2 separate regions of the Ovis canadensis genome follow, and region 1 is linked to region 2. Evidence: chromatin contacts called from public Hi-C data. All regions are on one chromosome and are shown on one strand. The core of a region is the stretch at or near the end of the contact, and the rest is flanking DNA. Distances in the headings are between cores, read along the strand shown. Region 1 holds the start of AJUBA (ajuba LIM protein). Region 2 holds the start of RNF212B (ring finger protein 212B).

Evidence for each region. A called contact is a pair of places that touch in the nucleus more often than the background predicts.
Region 1: a contact with region 2 is called in a Hi-C map of lung, with 4 times the contacts expected there. The contact joins the promoter of AJUBA here to the promoter of RNF212B in region 2. A contact is called at or near these places in 2 of 2 Hi-C or Micro-C datasets (fibroblasts and lung).

The regions. Positions count from the first base shown.
Region 1 is chr7:34,185,267-34,190,429 of ARS-UI_OviCan_v2, forward strand. AJUBA (ajuba LIM protein) reads left to right here and starts at 3,244. Exons shown (of 8, transcript XM_069595735.1): 1 at 3,244-5,163. The coding sequence starts at 4,786. LOC138443412 (a long non-coding RNA gene) reads right to left here. Exons shown (of 2, transcript XR_011258134.1): 1 at 4,342-5,163. C7H14orf93 (chromosome 7 C14orf93 homolog) reads left to right here. Exons shown (of 8, transcript XM_069595738.1): 8 at 228-966. The coding sequence ends at 647.
Region 2 is chr7:34,005,656-34,010,588 of ARS-UI_OviCan_v2, forward strand. RNF212B (ring finger protein 212B) reads right to left here and starts at 1,906. Exons shown (of 14, transcript XM_069597735.1): 1 at 1,806-1,906. SLC7A8 (solute carrier family 7 member 8) reads left to right here and starts at 1,998. Exons shown (of 12, transcript XM_069597726.1): 1 at 1,998-2,297; 2 at 2,714-2,897. The coding sequence starts at 2,756.

The DNA of each region.
Region 1 (5,163 bases), core at 1,994-4,493, 180 kb after region 2:
TAAACCCTAATAAGCCACAGTGGGAGGGTGTGGCCTCTGAGAACAGGATTGAGTGGAGGAGAAGGAAGACAGGAGCCAATTCTCTAAGATCTGATTTGGGTTCTCTTGGGAACTTAGTTCTCTCAGGCACAGATTTTTCACAGCTTTCCTCCTACCCAAACCCTTTCCCCAAACCTAATGTGTGGTTTGTTGCTCTTCCTAATCTCTGTCCTGGGCTCCTACCTTAGCTTTTTGCCAACCGATCCAGCATCATGAGGCATTTTGGCCCTGAGGACCAACGTCTATGGAAGGATGTGACAGAGGAGCTGATGTCAGATGAAGAGGACAGTCTTAATGAGCCAGGTGTCTGGGTGGCCCGGCCTCCCCGTTTCCGGGCCCAGCGCCTCACGCAGCTCTGCTACCACCTGGATGCCAACTCTAAGCATGGCACCAAAGCCAACCGTGTATATGGGCCTCCCTCAGACCGTTTGCCTTCTGCTGAGGCCCAGCTTCTTCCACCGGAACTTTATAATCCTAATTTCCAAGAAGAGGAGGATGAGGGAGGTGATGAGAATGGCCCTGTCTCCCCATCTTTTGACCAAGCCCACAAAACCTGCTGTCCTGACTTGAACTCATTCATTGAAATCAAGGTGGAAAAGGATGAGTGAGATCTAAAAGCAAGAATAACTCTGGCATCTGCCAAACCCCATGTCCCTGAATGGGGTGGCCACAGGGCTTCCCAAAATAACAAGATGTCCTCTGCAGTCTGAGGAAGCAAACCCGCCTCTCTTAACACAGTCTCCACTGGAAGTAGAAGCTAGCAGCTCTGGTGGGATAAAAGGACTTATTTTCATGGGGGAAAAACACCCCCAACTGTGAATGGCAAGCCAGAAAATGCTTATTCCTAAGCATAAACAGTGCCTCGGAGGAGCCTAGGATGAGAAAAGGAGGAGTATGGGTCAAAGAAACAGGCCTTCTTGACATGTGCCCTGGTCTCTGAGTTGTTTTTTCTGCTAGTTTTACTCAAAGCTCTGGGGAAGTAAGTGGCCCTGGTGGTAGCTTCGACTTCCCCCGATTGCTGGTCTTGCTCTGCAGTGGAGGCAGCACAGCGCCAGGCCGGGGTAATACTCCCACCTGGTGGACAGTCTCAGTCATGGACTTGATGCTTCTGAGCAGAGCACAAGCTCCGCGCCTATTTGGGAGTTGGGATCTAGAAGTAATAGCTTTTGTTTATTCAATTATATAAGGAAGCATTTATTATTCCTGCCTTACACATGAGGAAATTAAGGTTTAAAGAATTCCCCTGTCTCACCAACAGCTGCTTTCCCACCGTGTGACCAAGCAGTATATGCAGCTTGCTAGCTATTTCTTAGTTCTGTCAGCCAAACTGTATTTTGAAGAAGGTGTGTGTATGTGTGTTTGTGTATGCATAAGCACAAATTTAGAACATACACACAAACACAGAGAATGTGTGCATTTTTGGATAAACTGAGACGTAAACATGGCTTTCTCTTTGTTCAGTCAGTCATATAACATATGGACTGCTTACTAGGTGTCAGGTACTGTGCTAGGTGCTGTGGATACTCTGTTGAACAGGCTAGATGCTGAGCAGTTTTATCATCTAGTCAGGAAACCAGGCATTTAAGTAGGCAATGAAATGAACTATGATAAGTGTGATGATGGGGATGTGTGTGTACTATGGCTGTGTACCACAGGGGTAGCTAAACTTGCTCTGGTCTGGAAAGGCTTCTCAGAGGAGTGTTTAGACCGATGCTTGGAAGACGAGGAGAAGTTAACCAGGAAGGAAGAGGAGGCAGAGAGAGTGTTCCAAACCTAGGGAAACCAGCACGTACAGAAGTCCAGAGGCAAGAGAGAGCACAGACAAAGTGCAGTTCTGCTGCAGGAGGGGATGATGCCGAGAGAAGAGACTGAATGGGCAGACAGACTCTGTAAAATATATATTTTTGGCTATGCCACAGGGATTACAGGATTTGAACCTCCCCCGACCAGGGATGGAAACTGGGCCCTCAGCAGTGAGAGCATGGAGTCTTAACCACTGTCAGTGAATTTGCTCGTTGACAAGTTTTTAACAGGGAAATAAGATGATCAGTTTGTGTTTCTGAAGAATCACTTCACTTCAGTGTATACAATGGATGGGAAGGAGAGAAAGCCTAGGCAGGGAGACTTTTGCAGTGGTCCAGGAGAGAAAAGATGGTGGCCTGAGATATAGGCCATATACACATATATATAGGCCATATATACATATAGTAGCAATGAGGAAAGGACAGATTTGAAAGATATTTCAGAAGCAGAATTGATAAATGGTGATAGGATTCAGTTGGGTTTGAGGTTAAGGGAGGAAGACATAAGGTTGATATTCAGGTTTCTGGTGTAAGTAGCTAAGTGGTTAAAAAAAATGATATCATTCACTCAGGAAATGCTGGAGGAGCCAGTTTTGGGAGGCAGGGAAGGTGAGGTCAATTTAGAGTGTTGTGTGCCTTTGAGACAACCAAGTGAAGATGCTAGTCGTCAGCTGAGTTTTTTAAGTCCAAGAAGATCTGGGCTAGAGAGGTGGATTTGGGAATCACCAGTGTATATAGAGCTTAATTAAGGGCATGGACAGCAGGGCCTGTGGAGCTCCTAGCTGCAGCTCAGACTATGGAGTGTCTACTCCAAGGTAATGAGCACTACTGGAGCATACCCTGTCAGCACACCACCCCCTCCCCCATCTGTGTCTGCTTTCTGTTATCCCCTGAAAACACAGGTTGTTGATCCCAACTCTGTCCATTGCTGCACCACCAACTCCTGGATGGGCCTCCTTTAATGGCATGTCAACTTTTCATAAGATTTACTCTCCCATTCTAATCCCAGAGGAACGAAATTCACAAATATTGGAGGATGTAAGTAACTGGAAGGAAGAATCCAGTTTCTCCTTCCCCATGTGGAGATAGGAGAGGAGGGAGAACCTTCTGGTTGATCCTGAAGACATAGCTCACAGCCTGTTCTAGATGCAACCTGATAGCTCCCTTACTAATGCTTTCCTTCTCCCTGCTTCCAGTCTGAGAGCAAACTCTCCTCTGGATCAGAGAAAAGCTGTAGGCCTGATCTGGGAAACAGGCTGCTTTTCAGGAGAGATGAGGTCAGGGAGACAATACAGCTAGGACAAAGAAGCCTAATAGTTTGTGCCAAATTGATTTCCCCAAAGATATTAACCTCCTTTCTTTCTTCATTCCCTAAGGCTACACTAAGATTATAAAAGGTGTTCAAAATGTTGAGATGAAAATATATGCACGATTTGTTTGCATATCATTTTCATACTAATTTACTATCTAAATACAAAGGAGTCATTTCTTTCTCCGTTCCCCTCCCCCACGCCCCATGTGCTAGTCTGGGCAAAATCAGTTGGCTGATATTTAATTAGGTACATTCAGCTTCAGCCGTGGCTTCCTCTTTTCCTTATTCTTGATCCTCCAAGATCAGCTTCTTTTCCTTTTCCACCTTGATCATCTTCACTTGCTATCGCCTCTAAATGACTTTTTTTTTTCTTCTTCCCCTTAGGTTAGTACTTACTCTTGATCACCAGTCTCCTATGGGTCAACCAAGGGTGTTTGCTAACCCTCAAACCAGGCCTTCTATACCCAGTCACTTGCTATATTTGCTAAAAATCTCATTTCCCAACACCAGGGGGTGTCTATCTATCCTTCTATCTGTCCTACCCTGAAGGGAGAGATTAGTCCCCAGCCGTTTCCTCTCCTTTTTCACACACTAAGGCTCCCTCCCACCCATTACAGAGCTCTAGGTTCAGAGAGTTGTCTTTTTATCTCAGCTTATCTGTTTTTCTCTCATTCTCGCTGGATTTGCACGAATTTGTCACTTTCTAGGTCTATCCAGCCTTCCATCCCCGCACCACTCACGATCCCCTTTGGTCGTTTTCTCCTCTCCATACCTGTCTTCCACCACCTCTCTATATAAGCTTCCTCGCTTTGCTGGGCTCTTACGCGTCTCGCGTCTCTGAACCTCTCTATGTATCTGCCTTTCTTCCCTCTATCTCACGACAGGACTTCTGTATCAGTCCCTGCTCGTCTCTCCCACAGTTCCCACACTAGGAACAAAGTCACGGTGTTTGCGCAGAACAAGCCTCGCGTCGCCCGGTCTCGAATCGCGACATTCCACCGTGCCCCTCCGCGCATTCCAACTGCGAACAAAGAGTTCCCCTCCCCTCACCCACTTTTTCCTGTCCTAATTCTTGAGTGATGTAGTAGCAACTGCCTAAACTGCCCCCCGCCCTCCTTTCGCCTACAGCCGGCGGATCTCCAGCTCCGGTACACTTAGCACCAGCACCCGCACCCCCCCACCCCTTACCGGTGCACTGGATTCCTGCGCCGACACCCCTGTTCCTCTCGCGTTCGGCGCTCCGCCCTCCAGGAAAGTAGATCCGGCCAGGCAGACAAAAGTTTGGGAGAGAAGTTGAGTCGGTGCTGAGTGTGAGCGAGGGGGGCGGGGGCTGGGGAGAGTGGGGGCTGTTGGGCGAGTCTACGCGTGAACAGATAGACCTGCGGACGGGACAGCCGCGGCCGTAGGCCCTTCTAGCCCCGCTTAACCCCTGATGCGCGGGGGGACGAAACCCCTCTCGCTGGGGGATGCTGCGGGATTCTTGGCGCCGGGCATCCGGACCGCCCGCTAAACCCCTGTGCCTATCCTGTGCCCCTCGGGAACCGGAGTCCGGCCGCAGGGAAAGAGAAGCGGCAGCCGAGACGCTGCAGGGTGCCGGGCGGGGAGGGGGCTGGACGCCCCAGACCCGAGGGCATGGAGCGTTTAGGGGAGAAAGCCAGTCGCCTGCTGGAGAAGTTAAGACTCTCGGACTCCGGCAGCGCGAAGTTCGGCCGCAGAAAGGGTGAATCTAGCCGGTCTGGGTCTGATGGGACCCCCGGGCCGGGCAAGGGACGCCTGAGTGGGCTGGGGGGACCAAGGAAATCAGGGCCCCGTGGAGCTGCTGGGGGACCTGGGGATGAGCCGTTGGAGCCAGCCCTGGAGCAAGGCCCCTTGGAAGCTGAGCGGAACCCGCGCGGCTCCTTTGAGGTGCCGCGCTACGAAGGCTCCTTTCCGGGGGGACCGCCTCCCTCCCGGGCCTTGCCTCTACCTCAGTCGTTGCCCCCCGACTTTCGGCTGGAGACCACGGCCCCA
Region 2 (4,933 bases), core at 656-3,155:
TTTTCTTTCTCTCCTGAGTTCCATGTTAGCCATGTGGAATTTTGACACACTTAGGATTTATTTCACAAAAAGATCCCAACCTGGAGGGAGCCATATAATATACATGAATGGTCTTGTGGAGGGAGAAGGGGTGGAGATTCCTTTTCTAGCTTTCACATTATATCATTAGTAGATAATCATAAGCCACTTATAACCTTCAAGTGCAAAAAAAATAGAAATATTAATCTTCAACAACCCTTCTTTCCAATTGAGTGTGCTTAATTGCATTCCATGCTTGTATTTGATCCCATTCCTCTTTTAGCTTCTTAGTTCATAAATTGAGATGGCTAAAGCTTACCTTATTGTGGTCAGTTAGCACCAGTTTAGGCAAGAGACCTTGAATTCATCATATTTTTATTTTATCTCATACTAAATCTACACCTTTTGAATTGAAACATTACTGAAAGAATTCATATTTGTAAGCAGAAAGATTGGTTTATACCTTGATGTTGAAATTTGAGCAGACGTTTCAAAATGAAAGAATTGATACTCTCGGATGTCATGAGGAAAGGCCAAAAGCAATTCAAATTTTTTTCATTTCTCATGACTCATCCCCTTCTGTGAAGTTTTGGGCTATATATTCCTTGCCTTGTCTGTTCTCTGCTCCTTTTGTTAAGAAAAAAAATCCTTTTTGCATCACTACCCCCCACCTTTTTTTTTTTTTTTTGCTGAGGCTTTCAATTTATTGTATCATGAACTGCAGAAGGAGAAGCAGTTGAACTCTCAACCTTTGAAACCTCTTAATACTTGCTGAGTGGTCAAGGGAAGAAGTGGAAAAGATTGTTGATTGGACTTTACCCCATTTGGAAAAGACCTTCCTACAGCAGCTCAACCATCCCCACTTTAAGGAAATTAAGTATTTACTTTTCTTAAAATTCAAAATTTTTTGGAACATTCTGCAGAAAGTGAGGCCAAGTTCCCACACTTAGTGTCAACTTGGGAACTTTCTTTTTAGACCCACTTTAAACTCAAGTGCTTTTGCATAATGTATATAACACATTTTCAAAATAATTTCATTTTAGATTTATACTTTTGTCTGCTATATTGCTTTCTGCTGTTTTTTCAGAGTACTTTGCAATTATATAGACGTCATTGCTCTCACCTCAGGCAGGAGTTTCTGGGTAGAATTCTTCACAGAAAACTAGATACAATATCAATATGGAAGTAAGTCATCTCTTAACATCAACAATCTGCTTCATGATCAGAGAGGTGCTGATAATAACTCCCCACCTCCTCTCTGGTCTGCCCTTCTAATAATTTCATTATGCAAAACATAATATTAGAAGCTATAAAAGGCCCATTCCACCAGATTTTGTGTCATTTTTTTCCTGGGACCAGGGTTGAGGTCTTTTTTTTTTTTTCCCTGTTTCATCTAACACTAAATATTAGTAAGAGATGTGATCACTAAGGCCACCATTTCTTCCGGGTACTTCTGTTTCCACTGTACTCTTCAAGGCTGCTCACAATTATACTAAATGAACCTCTTTTCCACTAGTCTTAATTCTTTCCATTCCCCTTTCCCACCCCCGATTTCCTCCTATTTTCAGATACTCGAAGATAACGTTCCTACTGCCTTCTCTCCTTCAAATCTTCCAGACATAAATATTTTAATACATTCGCCACTGTATTTCTGATGGCATTGAAGAGTCTGCACAACCGGTCCCTTATTTATAAAGCCCACGTCTGCTGAATGACCTGTAATGCTATACTAGCTCCTGGACTCTCCCGAACAGTCGACCTGGGAGGATTTTACTTCCACTACTTACAAAGAGAAAGATGGAGACAAGGGAGAAGATCGACTAAAGAGAAATCTTTTCATCCATCTTGTCGGTGATCTTTGGGGACTGTGTGCTGCTATTTACATTGAACAGGAGGGAGGAGACGGAGGATGGAGAGCAACGCTGGAGGTGGGAGGCGGAGCTAGCCCAGCACTTAAAACCCCTCGCTAAAAGGGAAGCACGTTCGTTTGTGCTAGAGGCACTCTCCTGGAACCACCAGGGATGGCGCGGGCTGTGCCCTGAGGACTGACGGAGATCGGAAGGAGGAAAACAAGGACAAGAAAACGAGCGAGACCGAAGAGGACCTCTGGAGAAAGCGGAAGGCAGGAGACGCGAGGGGGAAGGAACCCACGCCAGGTGGAAACAGGACCCGGAGCAAATCGGTCAGGTCCGCTGAAAGAGAAGAAAGTACCGGAGGATTGCCTTTTTCCCTTTCAGTTAATGAAAACTACTTTTATCCTCATAAAAGGATAAAGGGAGGTAAAGACAATCTCTGTTTTCTTAGGGGGATAGCTGAGGGAAATCCAGACTACCTCTTTGAAGCTCTGAAATAAGCCACTGCCTGGTACACAGCGCAAAACGGTCCTGGTTTCTGAAGGATACATCCCTTTCAGGAGAATTCCAGCCGGAGTAGCTGGGGCAGTTCTATTTTTACATTTAAATGTCTGTGTCTCTCCCCCTTGCCCCCATTTTAACAACACTTTCCTTGTTTGTAAGCACGTGTGACAAGAAAGTGTCAAGACGGAATAGGAATATTTTCATCTTTCGCTTTTATCTGCCTGGGTCTTTTATTTATTTATTTATTTAAGAGGGTAGGAGTGGTCCTTACGATGGAAAAGGACGTTTCCATTTGAAAGGCTCTCTCTCTAAATATATTTACACCCATATGCATTTAGAAAGAGAGATCCCTTTCGGAGGTTGAAATCCTATTGAGAAACATGGAAAAAGGAGCCAGGCACCGGAACAACACTGAAAAGAACCACCCAGGTGGGAGCGAGTCGCAGGAGGCGGATTCTGGAGGGGGCGGAGTGGCCCTGAAGAAAGAGATTGGATTGGTCAGTGCTTGTGCTATCATTGTAGGTGAGTCCAATTCCTTTTCCCACCGACCATTCCTCCTTGTCTGGAGGTCCTCTAGTAGAACCTTAATCCCTCAGTCCCCCAGCCCCGCAAAGCACTGTTTCTGTGTCCTGCTCCCTTAGAAAAGGGTTGTCATTCACCTGTGCTTTCGCCTGCACGAACGGATTAAGTTTGAGAGGTATAGGAAGTGTTGTATATCATACATCTCTTCTCCCAAACCAGTCAGTTCTGTCCAGTGTTTGGGGAATGGAGCACTTAAGGGACACACTCCTGGCTGATGGTCAGTGTTGCCTGCAAGCTTGTTGAAAATATAGGTCTCTGGACTCTGCACTGAAAGGTTGATTCCAGTGATTTAACGTAGGACTGGGGAACCTAGATTTTTAACAGGCTTTTCTGCAGCCATCTCCTTAACAGGCTGTGGATTGGCTTTTGAGACATATTTAGGAGCTATTTGGTTTTACTTTATATGAGACTATGGGTCTAGGGGGTGTGTAATAAAAATAGCCAAAACAGCAGTATAAGGATGCCTTGCCTTTCTCTAGCTTTCCCATCTTATCCAGCACTTCCTCTTGTGAAGTAGATGTGACAGGGCTGTTATTCCCATTTCATGGGTGAGGAAATAAATTATGGAAGAAAAGAAGTGACAGATTGTACCTTTCTGTAATTGTGTAGTTGGCAGCTTCTCTCATTGCTTAGTGGAGTTGTGTAACATCTATGTCTCTTACCTCATGGAAGACCCTGTGAGGGTCTGAAGGGAAAGGGGAGTAATTAGAATGGTGAGTCTGGCTGAAGACTTTGAAACTGGGGAGGCTGAGTGTCCCCGAGAGTGCCAGTGCAGGCCACTCCAACCCTGTAACTGCACTCTACCAGGCAGGGGTCCTAAATATGGCCGTCTCTGGATAACACACAGTCCTCTTTCCAGAGAGCCCCTGTAGATGGATGCGCAATGGTTCAGTACTGCTTTTACTCCAGAAGGTGAGAGTTTCTTCTACTGTCTTTGGGAGAGGGCCTTACCTTTTCCCCAGAGAAAGGGGTACAGGACAGTCAGGCCAGATCGGTTTCTGTGCAGACTTCCTTTTGAAGGCTTGTCGTGTCCTGATGCCCACAGACCAGTTTCTCTGGATAACCCTATGGTCCTCATGGTAGCACAGAAGCATTTTGGCAACTAAGCAATGCTGACATTGGAGAACACCCTTGAAATCAAATAATATCAGTACAGTATTCAGATAATCCTCTTCACCTCTGCACCCAGGCTTCAGTGTTATCTCCACTCAGCTTTCAAAGTGGAATGCTGCTCTATCTAATTCTTTGACTCTGGTAGGTTTCCAGGCATCTACAGTTACAAGTAAAGTAATGTTATGTTAAAATATTATAGTCAAGATTTTAATCTCTCATTACCTTTTCTCTATCTCACCTTTATTGCAACTGCTCTAAAAAATGAGATCAGCAAAGTACTCAATATGTACAGCACATGCCAATTTAAGGTCTATAAATAGCCCAGAGCTGTTACCTCTTTCACAGCTTGACTGAGAGGATTAAGTATTTTCCTTCCTTTGGGAAGATTCTGATTCATACACAGATGTTTACACCCACATGCACAGGACCACAATCAGACCTCCCTTCCTGCCTCACCCACCCCTATATATATACGCAGGTATTCAAGGGTTGAGGATATTTTCCTATATAATGAGCTTGTTTTTGTCTCTTTCTTTAGTATTTTTCTATGACTGTGAAGAAATGGGAGTGTCCAGGTGTAAGAGCTATGGCTTTTAGTTGGGTGAATGCTACTATGATTTGTCCACAACCTCATGGATAGCACTTCAGTGTAAGAATAGTCCCAGTGCTCCTATTGGTATTGTAGCAGGAAGAATAATAACTGGTATTCTATCGTGAAAAGAGGCCCCAAATACATGATTTCAGAGAAATCAGGGTATTATTCCAAAGTAGAATCCTTGTAGAGTTAATAGTCATGATTGTATCTTCAGTTAAGCTGAGACACACATTTCCCCTTTAGGGTGTTGTGGGGGCAAAATCCTTTC